Regions from separate parts of the Zea mays genome. Here region 1 is linked to region 2. Evidence: chromatin contacts called from public Hi-C data. All regions are on one chromosome and are shown on one strand. The core of a region is the stretch at or near the end of the contact, and the rest is flanking DNA. Distances in the headings are between cores, read along the strand shown. Region 1 has its middle 11 kb from the start of LOC103651773. Region 2 has its middle 70 kb from the start of LOC100502389.

Region 1 (3,918 bases), core at 402-2,901, 270 kb before region 2:
ATTCGTGCAGCCTCGATTAATTGGGCAAAACATTCCATTTGTTCCACAGGGTAAAGCTGCTAATACAATAAACCGCTATTGGCTAACAAGAAGGTGACAAAGAATTATCTGCATGCTTGGAAAAAGCATACCAACGTTGCTTCCAGTGTCTCCTTGCGTGTGTCTCTTGTGTAAAAAGAAAATAGCAGAGAGGCCATAAAGTGGTTATCTAGCTCCATGGGCATGTCCGTTTGTGCGTGTCTTTTCCAAACAACAACATCAATAATAACTAACGAAGCGCGCACATATCTCTAGATTCTCGTGTGTCCCCCCCCCCCCCCCCTTTTTGTGAGAGGCTGCAAACCACTCGGTTTGCAGCACTGCTGCACCAAATTTTTTTCCAGTATTAACACATGTCATCCCAGACATCCAATAGCTGCATGCAGAGGTCCCGTGTGTCCCCAGCATTCAAGTATTTGATCGAGTCAGTGTGCGTACTACGTCATTATATATATTCTAATAAGTTTTTTTGTAGCAAAATAGTATATAGGAAGCATGCATGTTGGGAGAGTCAATTAGTTTTATGTCTTCCATTTGATTACATACGATTATTACATGTATATATATAATGACCAGTGCATGCAGCGTATATCTTCCGTACGTGGTGTGCGATCGACATTAATTAAATCCTTAAGCTCTTGCGGCTTTGCCATTCCATATATAAATTAAAAAGGCAGGCGCTGCTGCAAACAGTTAAGATCCTTAACGCATGATCATATATAAAACTAAGGAAACTTACTGAAATAAACCTCCAAATCAAAGTAGACGTGCATGGATTCGTGCAGCCTCGATTAATTGGGCAAAACATTCCATTTGTTCCACAGGGTAAAGCTGCTAATACAATAAACCGCTATTGGCTAACAAGAAGGTGACAAAGAATTATCTGCATGCTTGGAAAAAGCATACCAACGTTGCTTCCAGTGTCTCCTTGCGTGTGTCTCTTGTGTAAAAAGAAAATAGCAGAGAGGCCATAAAGTGGTTATCTAGCTCCATGGGCATGTCCGTTTGTGCGTGTCTTTTCCAAACAACAACATCAATAATAACTAACGAAGCGCGCACATATCTCTAGATTCTCGTGTGTCCCCCCCCCCCCCCCCCCCCCCCCCCCCCTTTTGATTGTTGTTGGTCCACCTGAAGGAAATCAATGCAATGGGCAGTGGTGTTGGTGTGCTAGAGTTGCCTCTGATTTTTCACCTGGGCGCGCAATGCCACATGGTAACTAATTAACCACGCCCACTTTGATAATTTCATGTGATAAAAATTACTAACATTGTCCATGAATTAATTTTTAGGGGCCAAAGTACTAAAAGATCATCTATATGAAAGCTAAATGCTTTATATATATATGACACAAATAAATTAAGAATATATATAAGATACTACTATGAGATTACAAAATATAAAATCAGTAAATATAATGTGAGATACTCCCACAAAAGTAATTAGAAAGCATGCGTAATCTAATTAACTATCCAGGTGTTCAGCCGCAAATAAAGAAGAAGAAAAAAAAACTCTAGAAGCCAGGTGCGCCATCAATGCTTGTGCATGGAGTATATATGCCAATGCAGAAACAAACATATGCAAGCGGACAAGCAAGCTCGTTCAGATGCATGGTAATGCATGTGTGTGCAGGTGCACGCAATATACTGGCAGCAGCTAGCGCAGGGCGTGGGACCGGCCGGCTGGACAGAACGAAAGATGATCGCGCGCCTGTGCCCCTAGCTAGCTGCTACTCATCTCTATCTTGGTTCCAAAATAATTGCACTTTTAAATTTTGAGGTAATATAAAGAGGTTAATGTTGACGAGAAATTACGTATATACATACATACATTTGTAAAGATGTACGTAACGACCATTACAGTTTAGCATTTGAGAAAGCTATATAGGGGTTAGATATGATCCAATTCTCTTATTATAGTGCATTTATTTTGGGAAATTTTTATTATGAGGAGATCGAGTAGTTGCATGCATGCAAACATCCGCTCACATGATGAAACACGCTTCATCTATCTACATACACACACACACATGCTGCTGTGAAGTCAGACGCATACTGGAGTCACAAATAATTGTAGTAGTTAATATGCATGCCCAAATGCATGACCTAGTGGGGATGGCACAGTATCCGATCCATAGGGCTTGTTCGGTTAGCTCTCAATCCATGTGGATTGAGTGGGATTGGGTAGGTTTAAATCCCAAACAAGTCTAATTTCTTCTCAATTTTTTCCAATCCCGTCCAATCCATATGTAACGGGATTAACCGAACAAGGCCTAAGGGCTTGTTCGGTTATTCCTAAAACACATGGATTGGATGGGATTGAAAAAAATGAGAAGAGATTTGACTTGTTTAGGATTCAAACTCATCCAATCCCACTCAATCCACATTGATTGAGAGCTAACCGAACAAGCCCTAAGAGTGCGTGCACACATCATAGACATGGAATTTAAAGCTTTTATCTGGGAGGCTCAGGTTCCTTTTATGCTCTACCAATAGTTTTTCAATTTCAAATCTTTTATTTGAGACGCGCGAGTACGTACTTCATATATATATCACGCATTTTTTTAACTTGTAGCATCATCTACTACTACAACACTAGAGATTATAGTTATTGGCTAAAATTAGTTTGAGACATCTAAACAATTAATTTTAGTAAATTAGTTAATATTATATATATATATATATATATATATATATATATATATATATATATATAACGGGAGCCCTGTGCTTCTAATAGTTAAAGCAAGCCCAGGCCGACCACCCTGCAAACTGGTTCAACCAGCGCGCCCAAACAGACTGTCGGGTGCGCCACCTAACCCACGTCTGTTAGCGCAAAAAAAGGAATGCATGCATGAGTCAAACACGATCCAATGCATGCGCATAAATTTAGGAAAGATATGTGCGGCAGTTTCTGATTTTAAATCCTTTATTTCCTCCATAAATTTAGGATCGCTGTAACAACCATGCAGCTAGACGCGTAAGGACCATTTTATGATATATACTGAGACTAAATATGCTACACTGTGTTAATAATTATGCAATTCGATATACTACGTAAAAATCTGTTACCAGCTGCATGCACACGAATTTATGATAAAAACAATGTGCAATGAAAGGAAATGAATTACACGCATAGAAACAAAAAATCGTATTTAATGTTTTATTTCTTTCATAAATATAAGATCCCTCCAACAGCCATGCAGCTAAAACACATTAAATCTAGTTTATGATATATACTGATACAAATTATACTACATGGTGTAGGTATTTATGCAATTCGTTACACTGCGTAAAAAATCTGGCATGTTGTTCACTGGTGGACGCACCTCCGGGTTGGAGCGTAATAACCTTAAGTTTTGAGCATAAAATCCCTCAATTATAAGCGTATATACCGAGCCAATGTGAGAGGTTGATAGCTCTAGTAGGTTGTTATTACGATCCTATTTTTATGGTAGATCCGAAAAACATGGCAGCCGCATGCATGCGGTTATACAGATCCTAAAATTATGGCAAAATGCATGCATGAGTCAAACACGTTCTCTTGCATGCGCGTAAATTTAGAAAAGATATGTGTGGCAGTTTCTATTTTAAATACTTTATTTCCTCCATAAATTTAGGATCGCTGCAACAGACATGCAACTAAAACTCGTAATGACCATTTTATGCTATATACTGATACTAAATATGCTACACTGTGTAGATAATTATGCAATTCGGTATACTGCTTAAAAATCTGCTACAGGCTGCATGCATATGAATTTATGATGGAAAGAATATGCAATGAAAGGAAATGAATTGCATGCATAGAAACAAAAAATCACATTTAATGTTTTATTTCCTTCATAAATATAGGATCCCTCCAACAGCCACGCAACTA
Region 2 (3,807 bases), core at 906-3,405:
TGATTGGGGCATATGTGCATGGAAAAAAAGTAATCTGAATATTTTTGGCTTGTCACGTGTTGCTTATGAAAAATAGCTATTTTTTATGAACACATCCTAATTTTGGTCGATCTATAACCCTCGCATATTAATTGATTAAAATTATTGAGAGAATTAACTAATTTTCGTTGGTCACATAGATATATGTATTGCATATAATCAATAATTAGTCAGATACCCGTGCATTGTCACGGTTTCTATATATCACATGTGTAGGCTTTGTTTTAATAAAATACAATAATACGTGTGCTTCTGTTGGTTAGGTGGATGTGAATGTAGAGCCAACAATCAAGGTTCGAACTCTTGAAACCGTGGAAACGGGTGTTTTATACAGTAGATATAGGATATATATACATATATTTCGTATAAAACTATATTATTTTAATTGATCAATATCTAAATTATAATTATCAGAACAGGGTATAGTAGTAAAGTAATCGCTGGTTCAACCCTCGTGATACGACATAAAATGTACGAAGTGGCAGAGTCACGTAGGTAGGAGTAGTTAATGACGCATTTAGATTGATGATATGGACTCATCCGGAATCATTTGAACCTAAGTCTGAACCTGGATGTTCTGTTTGGTTTGTGTCACGAGGTGAACCGATCCGTCGTCAAGCTATCTTTCATAGCCTTCCCCTCAAACGTAAGTTGACGGACGAGCTGGTTCCTCAAAAAAACAATATCGAATGACCTCGTTCTTCTCGTCTCCAACCCATGACAGATGATTCGACTTTGGGCTGAATAATGCTGCAATCCAAACACGTCATAAATTATTCTCCCTCTCTGATTTCGAGATTTTTCTCATGTTTCATTTGGCCAACATTTGTGCAAATTGGAGGCCCAAAGCCCAATGGGCTTGTGCCGAGGCCTTATTGCGCTCTAAGCTAGTTCAAACAAAAAATAGGGGCCCGAGTGGAGCGGGAGGCAAACCAAAGGCCCAGCTGTTACAATGTGACTGACTGCTGTACTCCTACTAGCATCACAGGAGCGCTGCTGTTGATTCATTTGTTTTTTTTTTTTGATAGAATGTTGATTCATTTGTTGCTGAGGGATCCACGAGGAGTAGAGCAGTAGTAGTGTGTACCCCTTGGGTGGGGTAATACGCATTATTTACGGCCTTCAAAGGCAGGTTTTGCTTGATTGATTGGTTGATTTGCATCAGGCATGCATTTCGGATCTGAATGCTGCTGTCGATATACCAGCAAAGAAAAAAAACATCCAAATCCATGGTTGAGAAAAGCTATACTTTCTCATCTACGTAACTTTTAGCTAAGGAAATTCTTGACTGCGAATTTTACCTACCTGCAATCCATGGTTTTGGAAAGATGAAAATACACTGGCTTTAGAATTTCAGAAACACAAGTTATACCTTCCGTACATGTTTGGGAGCAAGAGTATTAGAGAGAATTAAGAGAACTGTAATCCCATGCTATTCAAAATTGAATAATAAGGGATTGTAGTTTTCAACCTAGAGGTATACAAAACAAAGAGCTAGCTCATAGGCAAGGAATACTGTGGCAGTTCATCAGCCCGTCATCACCACACCAGAATAGCCAGCTTCATTGGAAGCGCAAGCGCCTCTTCTCAAATGCAAAAAAAAAGATCCATAGATAAGATACGCTGCTCTGATCCGACTTGTGTACTTTCATATAATAATAAATAAATGGGGTTACCAGAAAAAAAAGGTGCGGTTACAAAACAACTTCGTAATTTCAGCTTGTTTTCGCTAAAAGGAACTTACTACGTTCTGTACCAGCAGTAGTAACCAGGGGCAGCGAGATGGCGACGGCTGATGGGCACTTAAAAAGTGAAAAAAAAGTCATCATGCATCCATGCACGGAGGCCGATGCATGGCACTGTTGATAGGTACTAGAGAAAGAAAGAGATGGGAACGAGAGCGGTGGAGATTTCCCCTCCCCCCTGTCGAGCTAGCTTTTGGTGCATGCAGTTGCAAGGTCTTCTTCCTTCAGCTTTTACCTCCCCCGTCTGGCCCGCTTTAAAGCCCTCGTTTAGGATTCTAATAATAATAAAGCTGCCAAGCTAGGAGACATGAGGGAGGCCACTGCACTGCGCTCTTTCTGAGAGCCGCCCACCTTTCACCTTTGCATAATAGCAGCAGTGCCGCGTGTCACATCACATGTGAGAGGAACTGGTATCATCCCTAGCCGACAGCTTCGACCGGTTCAGATTCGTCTGCAAGCCCGAATCACCGTGGCAAGGACACGCGCTGTTTGCACGCACCCATGTACAAGTACAAGTAGTAGTATACGAGTCCAAGCACGCACGTATGCATACGCGTCAAATATATGAAAGCAGATAGCAGCCTGGTGTACGAGAATGTGCAGTCGTGTCATCGGAGCGTCCAATTATCCTGCTACTCTACAGACCGCAACACGCGCGCGTACAGGTACAGCGTCCATCAAAGGCGAAGGCTGGCACCTCACCACCTGTGTCACTTTGGCTTCCCCTCCTTTTCAGGCGGATTGGGATGTCGGCTAGTGAGTGCCTTACGCGGCGTACCTCGTACGGTTGGTATTATACTATATACCTGTTGTGCTAATTGCAAGAACCTCGCGGTGATCTTCCTTTTTCTGCAATAATCTCAAGAATAATCTCAAGAATCTGAACCAGTATGTCAGCCTAAAAAGAACCTGTATAATTGATGCTATTGATTGAGAGAAAGATGACTTTGTCACATCTAAGCCAAACAGACCAAAACATTAACGCCACACTAATTAGAGAAATCTTTTCCTTTGCGAGCTTTTTTTGTTACTGTTGGGGGTATACTTCGTAGCCGAAGATCCTAAAAAAGAACACCTTCGAAAAGTCTTCTCAGAAGCAAGCGCCGAAGCTATTATTTATAAAGCTTCGGCATAAAGATAAATCTCAAGATGAAGGGTCGAACCGACTTAGAGATGAATTGACTTAAAGACCCATATTGTTTTGTGTCATTATCATAGTCGATTGAGAAGGGCATACATGTAATTTTGCGCAAATTGCATCATGTGCCTAGGCTCCTGTAATCACGCATTGGGCATTTGCTTTTGCGCCATGCTGGTACTTTTGCTTTCCTTCAAGCCGAAGGTACATTTGTAATTTGTTATCATTTCTATAATAATAAAATAGAAATGAGTTAATAATAATAATCAAATGCTTATATTATTTTTCATATTTTATGTAAATCCTTCTTCATTATTTGTTGTGCTTATGAAGGTATGTCCTTCATAACCTTCGTCCGGAATTTATTATATCCCAGGGGAGATAATTCTTCGAAGGACGAAGGACTTTAACGTTTAACAATTTCTGTGTTGCCTTGTTCTTAATTCATAGCAGTTAAGAACAAATCCCCAACAGTTACCATACCAATTCCCAGTTAAATGATTAATATTATATGTAAAGTTAATGGTTCAATGGTAATTAAGGTTAATGCAGGATTATTGTGACTAACGTATGTTTTACATAGATATGGTAAGTTACGTCACAACAATGCAAGGAGTTTGGTCTTACACCACCTCCAACGGCGTGACCTATAAAAATGCCTATAATTTGAAAATGAGTATAATTTATAGAATTTAGGGCACCTGTTGGTCACTTGTCCTCAAATGCTATAAATTAAGAACAAGACAACACAATTGTTAATGGTTAAATACCTTCGTCCTTCGAAGCATTATTTCCTTTCGGATATAATGATCTTGAGACAAAGGTCATGAAGAACACACCTTCATCATTTTATAATATAAACATGAATATATAAATAAAGAAATG

Evidence for each region. A called contact is a pair of places that touch in the nucleus more often than the background predicts.
Region 1: a contact with region 2 is called in a Hi-C map of tassel, with 3 times the contacts expected there. The contact joins two enhancer-like sites. A contact is called at or near these places in 2 of 25 Hi-C or Micro-C datasets (ear and tassel).

What each region holds. Positions count from the first base shown.
Region 1 is chr4:231,806,189-231,810,106 of Zm-B73-REFERENCE-NAM-5.0, reverse strand. No RefSeq gene overlaps it. Among protein-coding and RNA genes, the nearest start is that of LOC103651773, 11 kb to the right of the region's middle. Within about 2 kb of position 1,651, at least 13 of the 20 cell types and tissues checked have an H3K27ac peak or open chromatin away from gene starts, as enhancers often do. A contact at or near this core is called in ear and tassel, where this site is marked.
Region 2 is chr4:231,531,834-231,535,640 of Zm-B73-REFERENCE-NAM-5.0, reverse strand. No RefSeq gene overlaps it. Among protein-coding and RNA genes, the nearest start is that of LOC100502389, 70 kb to the right of the region's middle. Within about 2 kb of position 2,155, at least 18 of the 20 cell types and tissues checked have an H3K27ac peak or open chromatin away from gene starts, as enhancers often do. A contact at or near this core is called in ear and tassel, where this site is marked.